Regions from separate parts of the Mus musculus genome. Here region 1 is linked to region 2. A link is a contact called in public HiChIP or PLAC-seq data. All regions are on one chromosome and are shown on one strand. The core of a region is the stretch at or near the end of the contact, and the rest is flanking DNA. Distances in the headings are between cores, read along the strand shown. Region 1 has its middle 55 kb from the start of Atp13a3. Region 2 holds the start of Atp13a3 (ATPase type 13A3).

Evidence for each region. HiChIP or PLAC-seq counts read pairs in DNA pulled down with a chosen protein or histone mark.
Region 1: a contact with region 2 is called in an H3K27ac HiChIP or PLAC-seq map of trophoblast stem cells, with 48 read pairs. The contact joins the enhancer-like site here to the promoter of Atp13a3 in region 2. A contact is called at or near these places in 11 of 39 promoter capture datasets (the 3T3-L1 cell line, 3T3-L1-derived adipocytes, the C10 cell line and 5 more), 4 of 15 datasets of contacts at CTCF or cohesin (CD8 T cells, the G1E-ER4 cell line, the NIH/3T3 cell line and 1 more), 40 of 484 Hi-C or Micro-C datasets (the 3T3-L1 cell line, 3T3-L1-derived adipocytes, the C10 cell line and 24 more), 19 of 115 datasets of contacts at active chromatin or transcription factors (the 230-238 cell line, DN3 thymocytes, the HPC-7 cell line and 14 more) and 2 of 9 other capture datasets (adipose tissue and liver).

What each region holds. Positions count from the first base shown.
Region 1 is chr16:30,441,643-30,446,270 of GRCm38.p6, forward strand. No RefSeq gene overlaps it. Among named protein-coding and RNA genes, the nearest start is that of Atp13a3, 55 kb to the left of the region's middle. Within about 2 kb of position 1,984, at least 38 of the 459 cell types and tissues checked have an H3K27ac peak or open chromatin away from gene starts, as enhancers often do. A contact at or near this core is called in the NIH/3T3 cell line, adipose-derived mesenchymal stem cells, liver and 1 more, where this site is marked.
Region 2 is chr16:30,386,403-30,390,886 of GRCm38.p6, forward strand. It overlaps Atp13a3 (ATPase type 13A3), which reads right to left and starts at 2,128. Exons shown (of 34, transcript NM_001128096.1): 1 at 1,946-2,128; 2 at 1,205-1,250.

The DNA of each region.
Region 1 (4,628 bases), core at 734-3,233, 55 kb after region 2:
GATTAAAGTCCAGCTGCCTCTCTCAGGTACTCTGGCACACAACACCCTGCATGAGCCAAAGACTATTACTAAGAGTCCGGGGCTCTCCTTCTTCCTGATTTACAGGTTTCTGACACTGTATTCCTTTCTCTCTCTTGGTTTTGACCCCCACTGGGTGAACCTTGTCTATGTACAGATATTTCATAATATATTAAATCTTTTCTTTCAGTTTATAGAGATGGAAAGTGGTGATTAGAAAATTAAATAGCTCCTGTTAATAGAAAGAAAGAAAGAAAGAAAGAAAGAAAGAAAGAAAGAAAGAAAGAGAGAGAGAGAGAAAGAAAGAAAGAAAGGAAGAAAGAGAGAAAGAGAGAAAGAATCCGGTGCTCAGACTATAATGCCTGAAAACTTAGATTTTGTCCTTTTATTGAGACTTCTCAAAGTTAGAAAGTTAGAAGTTGTCTGTCTGTCTGTCTGTCTGCCTGCCTGCTATCTATCTATCTATCTATCTATCTATCTATCTATCTATCTATCTACCTATCTACCTATAGGCAGCTATCTATCATTGTATCTATGTGTGTACCTAGCCACCTATATCTATCTATCCATCTATCCATCTATCTATCTATCCATCTATCTATCTATCTATCTATCTATCATCTATCCATCCATCTATCTCTATCCACCCATCTGGTCTAAGTGCCCAGGTTTGCCTTGAACTGAGTACCCTCCTGCCCCAGCCTCAAGTGCCTGCCACCACACCCAGATAGAATACTTCTTTATGATAGTTCTTTACACAAACTCCTTGAGGACAGGGGTTTAATGTTATCCATCTCCAAATTCCCGGATCCCAAGAAAGTACATAAACACAGACTTAACACAATCATGGAATTACAACATCAGGGTAATTTCCCAGGAAATAGGGCAAAAAGACAGACCAAGCTCAGCTGAGTCTTGAGTCACTGGGGAGTCAGTCTGTCAGAAAAGGCCACTCTACAGCTCCTGTGTACTAGCTGGCTGTGGGACAAGCAGGAGACTGCATCCTATGTTGAAGAATGTGGTGACATCACCCATGGCCAAAGCTTGCTTCCTGCTGTAGCAAGGATATGAGTCTTCTCATTGGCCTTCAGATAGGGTTCCCATCTATGTAACTAACTCCCAAAATGCTGCATTAGCTCAGCTGGCCCATCTAAAGAGGAAAGCATGATCACTCCCTCCGGGTTCACCCCTCACTTCTCTCACACAATTTAGTTATTTTATGCATATGAATGTTTTTCCTGCATGTATATAGGTGCACTATATGTGTGCTTAGTGCCCTCAAAGATCAGAAGAGGGTGTCAGATCCCCTTGAACTTGAGTTACAGCTGGATGTGAATCACCATGTAGGTTCTGGAAACTGGAACTGGGTCTTCTGTCCAGGTCTTCTGCAAGAACAGCACATGGTCTTAACTGCTAAGTCATCTCTCCTTGCCCCTCTCTACCCTCCTGTTCTCTTTCTAATTTGACCAGATTTGTGGGTAGGAATTTTAATTTGCCATCTATTCTGTATTCATGTGTAAAATGAGCTCTCAACCCTTTGTGAAACACTAGGAATTAATGAGTGGAACCTGTAATAGCCAAACCTAGTTGTGTGGAGCATTCACACACCCACACTAAACAGTAGGGTTTGTTTTTTAGCAACTGATAGCCCCTCAAGGCCTTGGACCCTTTCCAAAAACAAGGTGGTATGTGTGCAAATGAATATGTTATCTGTGTTCAAGTTTAGGAAAGGAAGTTTTCTAGAAACTATGTCTTCATTTCCCAGGTTCAAGGGGATTGGTCCACAGATGTGCTCTCAAATAGCATTGACAGGGCAGGAGGGGAACTCTGGACTTCCCTTTAAGGGGTGAGACAGAAGGCAACTGGATCATGTTAGCCTTTAATATTGTCCTAGTCCCTCTCATGTGGAAAACTGTAAATGAGGGAGTGACCGAGCATTTCCTAAGACTTGGAAGCCTGCCGCACTACACCTGGCGGAGAGAAGCCACAGGGAGGACAGCTGCTGGCAGGGAACAAGCGCCCGGGCAGCCTCAACTCTTGGCCTATCTTCAAAGGAGTCCCACTGATTTGCTGTAAGACTCCAGGCAAATTGCTTCGCTTCTCTGGGCTTCAGTACCTCCACGGAGAACATCCTGAACCGCCCCTCCCCCCATGCCACTCAAATCCCAAATCTTCTCACTCTTAGCAAAAAGCCAGTTCTGATGTAGAGATCAAGAAAGAATTGCCTTTAACGACTCCATCTGCGTCCATGCCCTGCCCTGTCCCACAAGTACTGGTTGGATGCTTCCTTTCTCAGGGTACTTAAAATGGCACGTTCTGGAGTGTGGCTCAGGGAAGAGCGCCATCAAGCATGCATGAAATCCTGGGACTCAGCATCCAAGCTTTCAGTGTAAGAAACATTAAGTATGTCTTCTCTATTTGTATCTATAAGTACAGTTACTAAACCACTTGTGTTTTTATCTCCCTTACTTTGGAAGAGTTTTATGCAAATGTTTTAATCGCCCTGGTTCAGTAAAACATTTGTCTTAAACAAAAAAATGCTGCATTTTCCTTTGTTCTGATTCTTTTAAAACTCTCCAATCTTTTTGAAAGATTTATTAATTTATTTTATGTATATGAGTACGCTGTAGCTGTCTTCAGACACACCAGAAAGGGCATCAGATCCCATTATAGATGGTTGTGGACCACCATGTGGTTGCTGGGAATTGAACTCAGGACCTTTGGAAGAACAGTCATTGCTCTTAATCACTGAGCCATCTCACCAGCCCCAAACTGTTGGGCAGCGGGTGTGGGGGAATAAAGGGAATGGGAGAAAACCTGAGTTCTGCCAGAGTTCCGGTGCAGACTCAGAGTACTGCCACATGCTTTCCACTCGGCCCCAGGTGAGTGTCTGGCTGTGGGAAGCCATGGACCCCAGACCACAGTGGGTGGACAAGAGGCAGTCCAAGGTCTCTGGGCCTCGTGAGGCCAGAGATAACAGGTTCTCAGTCTCGGGTGTCCCAGACGCTGCTGGATACTGTGGAAGAGATGAGAACAAAGTGAAGGCCCCAGGGGCAGCTCAGTCAAAGAGAGGAGAAGGGAGGGAGAGAGGGGCTGCTGGGTGGTTCTCATGCAGGCGAGAGTCCTTGATCCAGTCCGGTGGCTGGAACACAGGAAGGCCTTCCAGTGGGAGATTAAATGTAGCTCTTTAGGGGAAAGCCTATCCCATTGTTCAAGCACGACGGGCCTTGATGAGCAGAGACAGTCTATAGTTTTAGAGCTTTATTGTAGAAAGGCAAGGAGAAAGGGAAAAGGTAAAAGAAGGAGAGAGGCCGGCCATGGTCATGTGGAGAGAAGGGGCGATGGGAGGTGGGAAAAGAGAGATAGAGATGAGACTAAGAAAGGTGAGAGCTTAAGAGAGTGAAAAGGAGCCAAGCCGCTCCTTTTATAGTGGGCTGGGCTACCTTGCTGTTGCTAGGTAACTGTGGGGAGGAGCATACCTGGCTATAGTCAGGTAACTGTGGGGGTGGAGTCTAGCCTGAATGCCCGGAGTTTGGGGCTTTATCTGTGTGATGGATGGCCATGGGATTATGGAGTTGGGAGCTCTGTGGTGTCAGGCACCTGTCTCTGGGAATGTGGCTCACTATTCTGTCCCTTGTAGAGTTTCCTCCAGAGCAAGCCTTGCTCACCCAAAACAGGCTGCCTTTCACAGTCCTACACAAAAGTCTCCAATCTTTAACCAAAGAGTGTTTTAGATAAAAACCAAGTGCACCGTTAATCTCACACACTCAAGGAGAAAGGTCACTTACCCAAATCATGGCCAAATGAAAGCAAGTTTTTTTTCTTATACATGGGCTATTCTCCCCTAAGACAGGTTCAAGAGAGCAGCCCTGGACATGGGGAAGGTAGTGTTTCTATAGGTCAGGAGTAGGGTGGTTCCAGTGGGGGAATTTGATGGGCTAATGAGTGAGGTTACAGAAGCAGAACTGACATATAAGGAGTTGCTCATAACAACCTTTGGAAACAAAGTCATGGTTGCAAGAAGGTCATAACAACAGGTAGTCATAGCAACCTCCTGAAACAAAGACATGGCTGCCTTTTCCTGAAACAGGGAGAATAGAAGCATTTATAGTTAAGGCTACAGGTGGGGCACAGGCCAATCCTTGAGATGCAGAGATGTAATCATAAACAGGAATGAGCATGGTTTGTTTTTATTATAAGACTCTTTTAAGTTCAAGATAGAGACAGGGTGGTTTATCAGGCACCTCCCTGATCATAAGTGAAGTCTACCATGTTCAAATGCTTTAGTTGGAGAGGAGGTCTTTTTCTTTGCAACCCAAACTTACTTCTGAAACTACTAGCACTAATAATTATAATTCACAAATTAAAAAAACTAATTAAAATTGGCTTAATTGGGGCTGGAGAGATGGCTCAATGGTTAAGAGCACTGACTGCTCTTCTGAAGGTCCTGAGTTCCAAATCCCAGCAACCACATGGTGACTCACAACCATCTGTAATGGGATCTGATGCCCTTTTTGGAGTGTCTGAAGACAGCTACAGTGTTCTCACATATAATAATCAATAAATCTTTGGGCCAGAGTGAGTGGGGCCGGAGCGAGTGGAACAGGAGT
Region 2 (4,484 bases), core at 878-3,377:
CATAGGACATGAGATTTTCTTTCTACTATCTATGAAACTACTTTAATGCCAATATAGGAATTTATATAACTAATTCTAATTCTAAATTAAATTCTCAAACTAATTCTAAATTAAAATTTCAATTTCTGTTACTGGTTGGCCTGGGCTAAGAAATCAATCATAGCGCTCCATCAGCTTGAAGCTTATCAACTTTGTTTTCAAAACTACACTGCCACGTAATATTTTCATCTGATTACAACCGTACTTAAATGAAACATATAAATTATCACTTTTCCTGCCTAATCCCATAACCAAAACAAGCACTGCTGTTCTAACAACGTTTAAAAATCTCAACTACTCCATCCTCTACCTAAACTAGTGACAAACGACTGGGGAGTGGGGAGAGCAGACACCAGGAAACACCAGGAAACGGAGTAAACAGTATCCTCCCTGCTAAACTTAGTGCTGCTGCCTGTAACACAACTACTCAGAAGGCTGAGGCAGTATCATCTTTTTTCCTCTTCTACAACTGTCATTAATGGGTTTACCATCTCAAAAAGAACTTCCAGAAACTGATGTACTTTTGAAGTTGTTGGACAAACCCTGATGGGATGTCCACACAATCTATCTTAGCAACTACAGCCTATTCAGCAAAGCAACAGTCCTCAAAAAGAATGCTACACATATATTCCAGGAAAACAAAACTGATGCCAGTTTTAGCAAAAAAGGTTTGGTTCTAATCAAAGGTGGAGCCCGTTTAATGACGTGCTGGCCCTTCCAGAATAAAATCGCACTGGAGCTAGAAAGATGGCTCAGCAGTAAAAAGTGCGTGCTGCTCTTAGGACCTAACCACTGCAGTCAGCTCACAACCACCTGTTTCAAAGGGCCTGGCCTCCGAGGGCATCCACGCCTTTCACATACATACTCAAGCACACATGTAAGTAAAAACAAATAAACTTTCACATTAGCCTCAAACCCTCTATAATTGTATTCGTCACGAAAAGGCCCCACATGTCTTGGATTTAAACAATCCTGCAGTCCTGCTTCACAGATCAAAAAAAAAAAAAATCACCATTAACATACTCAAACGTGTTCCATTCAGTTCAGAATCACATAAATTTCTGGGTTTATGACTCCAGAACCATTCATTTTGCACTAATACAAGCCACTAAATATAGCTCTAAAACATTAATGACTGGGAGCTAATTATGTAAGTGATTCATACCTCTTATGTATCCAGACACCAAGATCCTAGGGTGCTTCTGTCAGACCTAAGGGGGAAATAAACAATGAACACCTGTCACAAAAGCCTTCCAAACTGGGAAGCCCCAAACAGTTACTGTCAGTCGACAAATGCTACTCCTTCCTCCACTCCCAACTCCACACCCCACCAGAAAAGCGATCAATCAGGCCCACAGTCTGTGTGAAGGCGAGGCCAGAGAGTACGTAGCGAAAAAAGGGTCTGGGCTTTTCTAGTCCTCACGGCCCTGCGTCTCTCCCTTTAATCTGGAGTGTTGACACCTCAAGTCCGCTTTCCTTTCTGGACTTCGGTTATCGGTGTAGAGTGTGCTGATAGTAGGGTGATTTACTCGTCGGTGGCTGGGGCCGAACTAGGCTTCGGACAGTCAGCACCGGCACGGACCCATCTGGGGCCCTTCCCACATTCTTGCTCCGGGCACATCACCTTCTGGACTTTCTAGAGCGGCTGGCCTAGCGGGGCCGGCCGGCACGCAGAGGGTGCACTCCAGACCTCCACACGTACACGTGCTCCCAGACAGTGCCGGGTCTCCGCACCCCTCTCCCTGTCACACACATACCCCTTCCCAGAGAGGTGATGTCCGATTCGAGTCGAGGAAGCAGCCACAGACCCACCTGGTACCCGCCACCCGGGCGACGCCGTTCGCCTCCTCCAACCTCCCCATCACCTTCGCCTCCCGCCCCACACCCCGCTCGCCCAGTCACTCACCAGCCGCGCCGCCGTGCCGCCTTCTCCGCGGCCTCCCGGCCCGGGCAGCCAAAAGGCCGCAGGGGGCCGGGGGGCCGCTTTCGCCACCGCCGCCGCCTCTCCTCAGCCCAGCCCCATCACCCACGGCCGGCGCCGGCGGCCGCGGGTCGCTCGGGCTCGAGGGTCCGCCGCCACGCGTCGCGGCTCCGGCTGTGGGAACAGAGGCGCCGCGGCGGGGCCCGGGCCGCACCGGGCTCAGGGGCGTCCGCGCTCCGCTGTCGGCGCCCGGGGCGGCGGCGGCGGCGGCGTGCAGCCGGGCAGGGCGAGAACAAGGGAGCGCGGCGCGGAAGACCGGCAGGGGAGGAGGACGGTCTGTGCTGCGAAGCGGTCTCCCGCCGTCGGCGACGAAGCGGACCCCCTCCCCGCGGCCACGGCGCCCGGTCACGCTGCGGGGAGGGCCGGCGGGCACACGGGGAGCGCCCCGCGAGCTCAGGACTCCCGCGCCGGATGTGAGGTCACGTGATTGCCTCATCCCAGCGCCCAGCGCGGAGGGGCCGTCAGGGGGCGGGGCGACCCTCCGGTCCCGCCCACCTCCTCGCCTACGGGGCCCCCAGCCCGCCTAAGCGAGAACTGCTAGCGGGATGCTGCTCAGGACTCATTTTGCGGGAGGCGATCAACTTAGGTGTCGCTTCCCATGCGAGGAGATCGTAGTCCAAACCCCCATTTTCTAAACAAAGACACTGAGGCCCAGTGGTAAGTGCAGGCTTGTCTAGGGTGGCAATCATAAAGGACGCCTGTGCTGGCAAGGTGGAGAGCAAAGTCCTAGCTCTGGACCCAGATTCTTTCCCTCCTTTATCCCCACCTATACCAAAAAGAACACTTTAATTCCAATGGAACTCCTGGCCCAGCCCACGGGCGTGGGACAGAGAACAGTCAGGTAGGTAAGAGAGCTTCCATACGGAAGACAGCCGGGTCTCAGAGAGGAGTTTCTTCCGACAGAGCTGGAAGCAAATTAAATACTTCCCTCCACAGGAGATTTATCTTGGGGCACTGCCTCGCCCGGATGTTCAAATCGCGGTTTTGGTTTTCACTGCCTTCCGCTCCCTGTCGAGCGCGGGAAGCTGAGCCTGCCACCTGCTGCCTCCAGCTCCGCCATCTTTCCACTCTGAGTCTACCTCACCTGCATCCCAGACGCCTGGCCATCTTTGTTCTCCTACCTTCCTACAAACATAACTTTTAGCTGCTTGACTGTCTTAGAGGAGGGAACAGCTGTGTTCAGCTCCTGTTCCCATACTTGGGCACCGTCCACCAGAGGCATGGAGCATCCTGCCTCTTGGTCCGCAGCAGAGAGTAGCACCTCATTTGGGTCGGTAATGTGCCCCAGATACGTGGCCCTAATACACTTCAATGGGAACAGTAAGGATGCTGATCCTGCTTTCCAACCGCAGTGGTGAAGGGCTGGATGGCAACCACGAAATTCTTTTTACCAGGTAATGTGGACATCACAGTAAATGACGATGAGCCACAGCTGTGGCTTCCCAGCTCCTGCTCCCCATTGGGTTTCAGCCCTCCGTGTGTTCCCTAGCTCACTTGTGTTGGAGTACGTAAGTAGTCTAGGATTGAGGAAGTCTGGGTAGAACTGAAAAAACCCTGCACACACTCCTGACAGCTTCCTTAGCAGTTGGTTATTTACCTCGCAGATTTTAACAAGCACAAGCCTCTCCTGGTCCTATAAATAAAACTGTCAAGCCAACCATCCACTTAGAGTGCCCTCTTCAATTAGCCATCAAGTGTTTCTGACCCTCTTATGCACACCTCTTAAACAGTGGGTCTCCCCCTGGCCTGCCTGTACTTCCTCATTCCTCAACTCGTGGCAAACTAACCACACACACACACACACACACACAGAGAGAGAGAGAGAGAGAGAGAGAGAGAGAGAGCTCAACTGACAGTAACCCTTGACCTTGTCATCCACCATTGCAGAACTGTCCTCGGTACTACCTCTCAGCATCTCTCTGCCACATTTGACACTGTGGGTGTTCTCACCTTCTGAAATTACTCTACTGCCTCAGCTTGCAAAGGATTTTGCTCTCCCAGTTGTCAAGTCTCTGTAACTAAGACCTCTCTGCCTTCCTCCGTGGCACCAGTTGTGAAGCAGCACCTGAAATGCAGGGCAGCACCTAAGCCCCACAGCTGTGCCCACTCGGCTGCACTCAACTCTGGGAGGATCAGCTCCACCCTTGGCTTTGAACTCCCACATCAGCCAGATGCCTTTTACCAAACAGAGACTCAAATATCCAACGGCTTGTCATGCATCTCTATGGAGAGCTCACCAAGAAACACCAACAGTTGTCCAAAACCCTCTGCCTTTAAAACTGCCCCTCCCAGAACTATGAGCACTGCCATCACATAACCATTTGAATTAGGAAATTAGGAATAGATGAGTCACCCATGATGAGTCACCAAGCCCTATCTGTTTCACGTCAAATTCCTACCTCCATTCCTCTGGCACCCATTCTTTCTAAGCTATGCCTCTTTGGCAGCCTCCAACGGCCTTCTT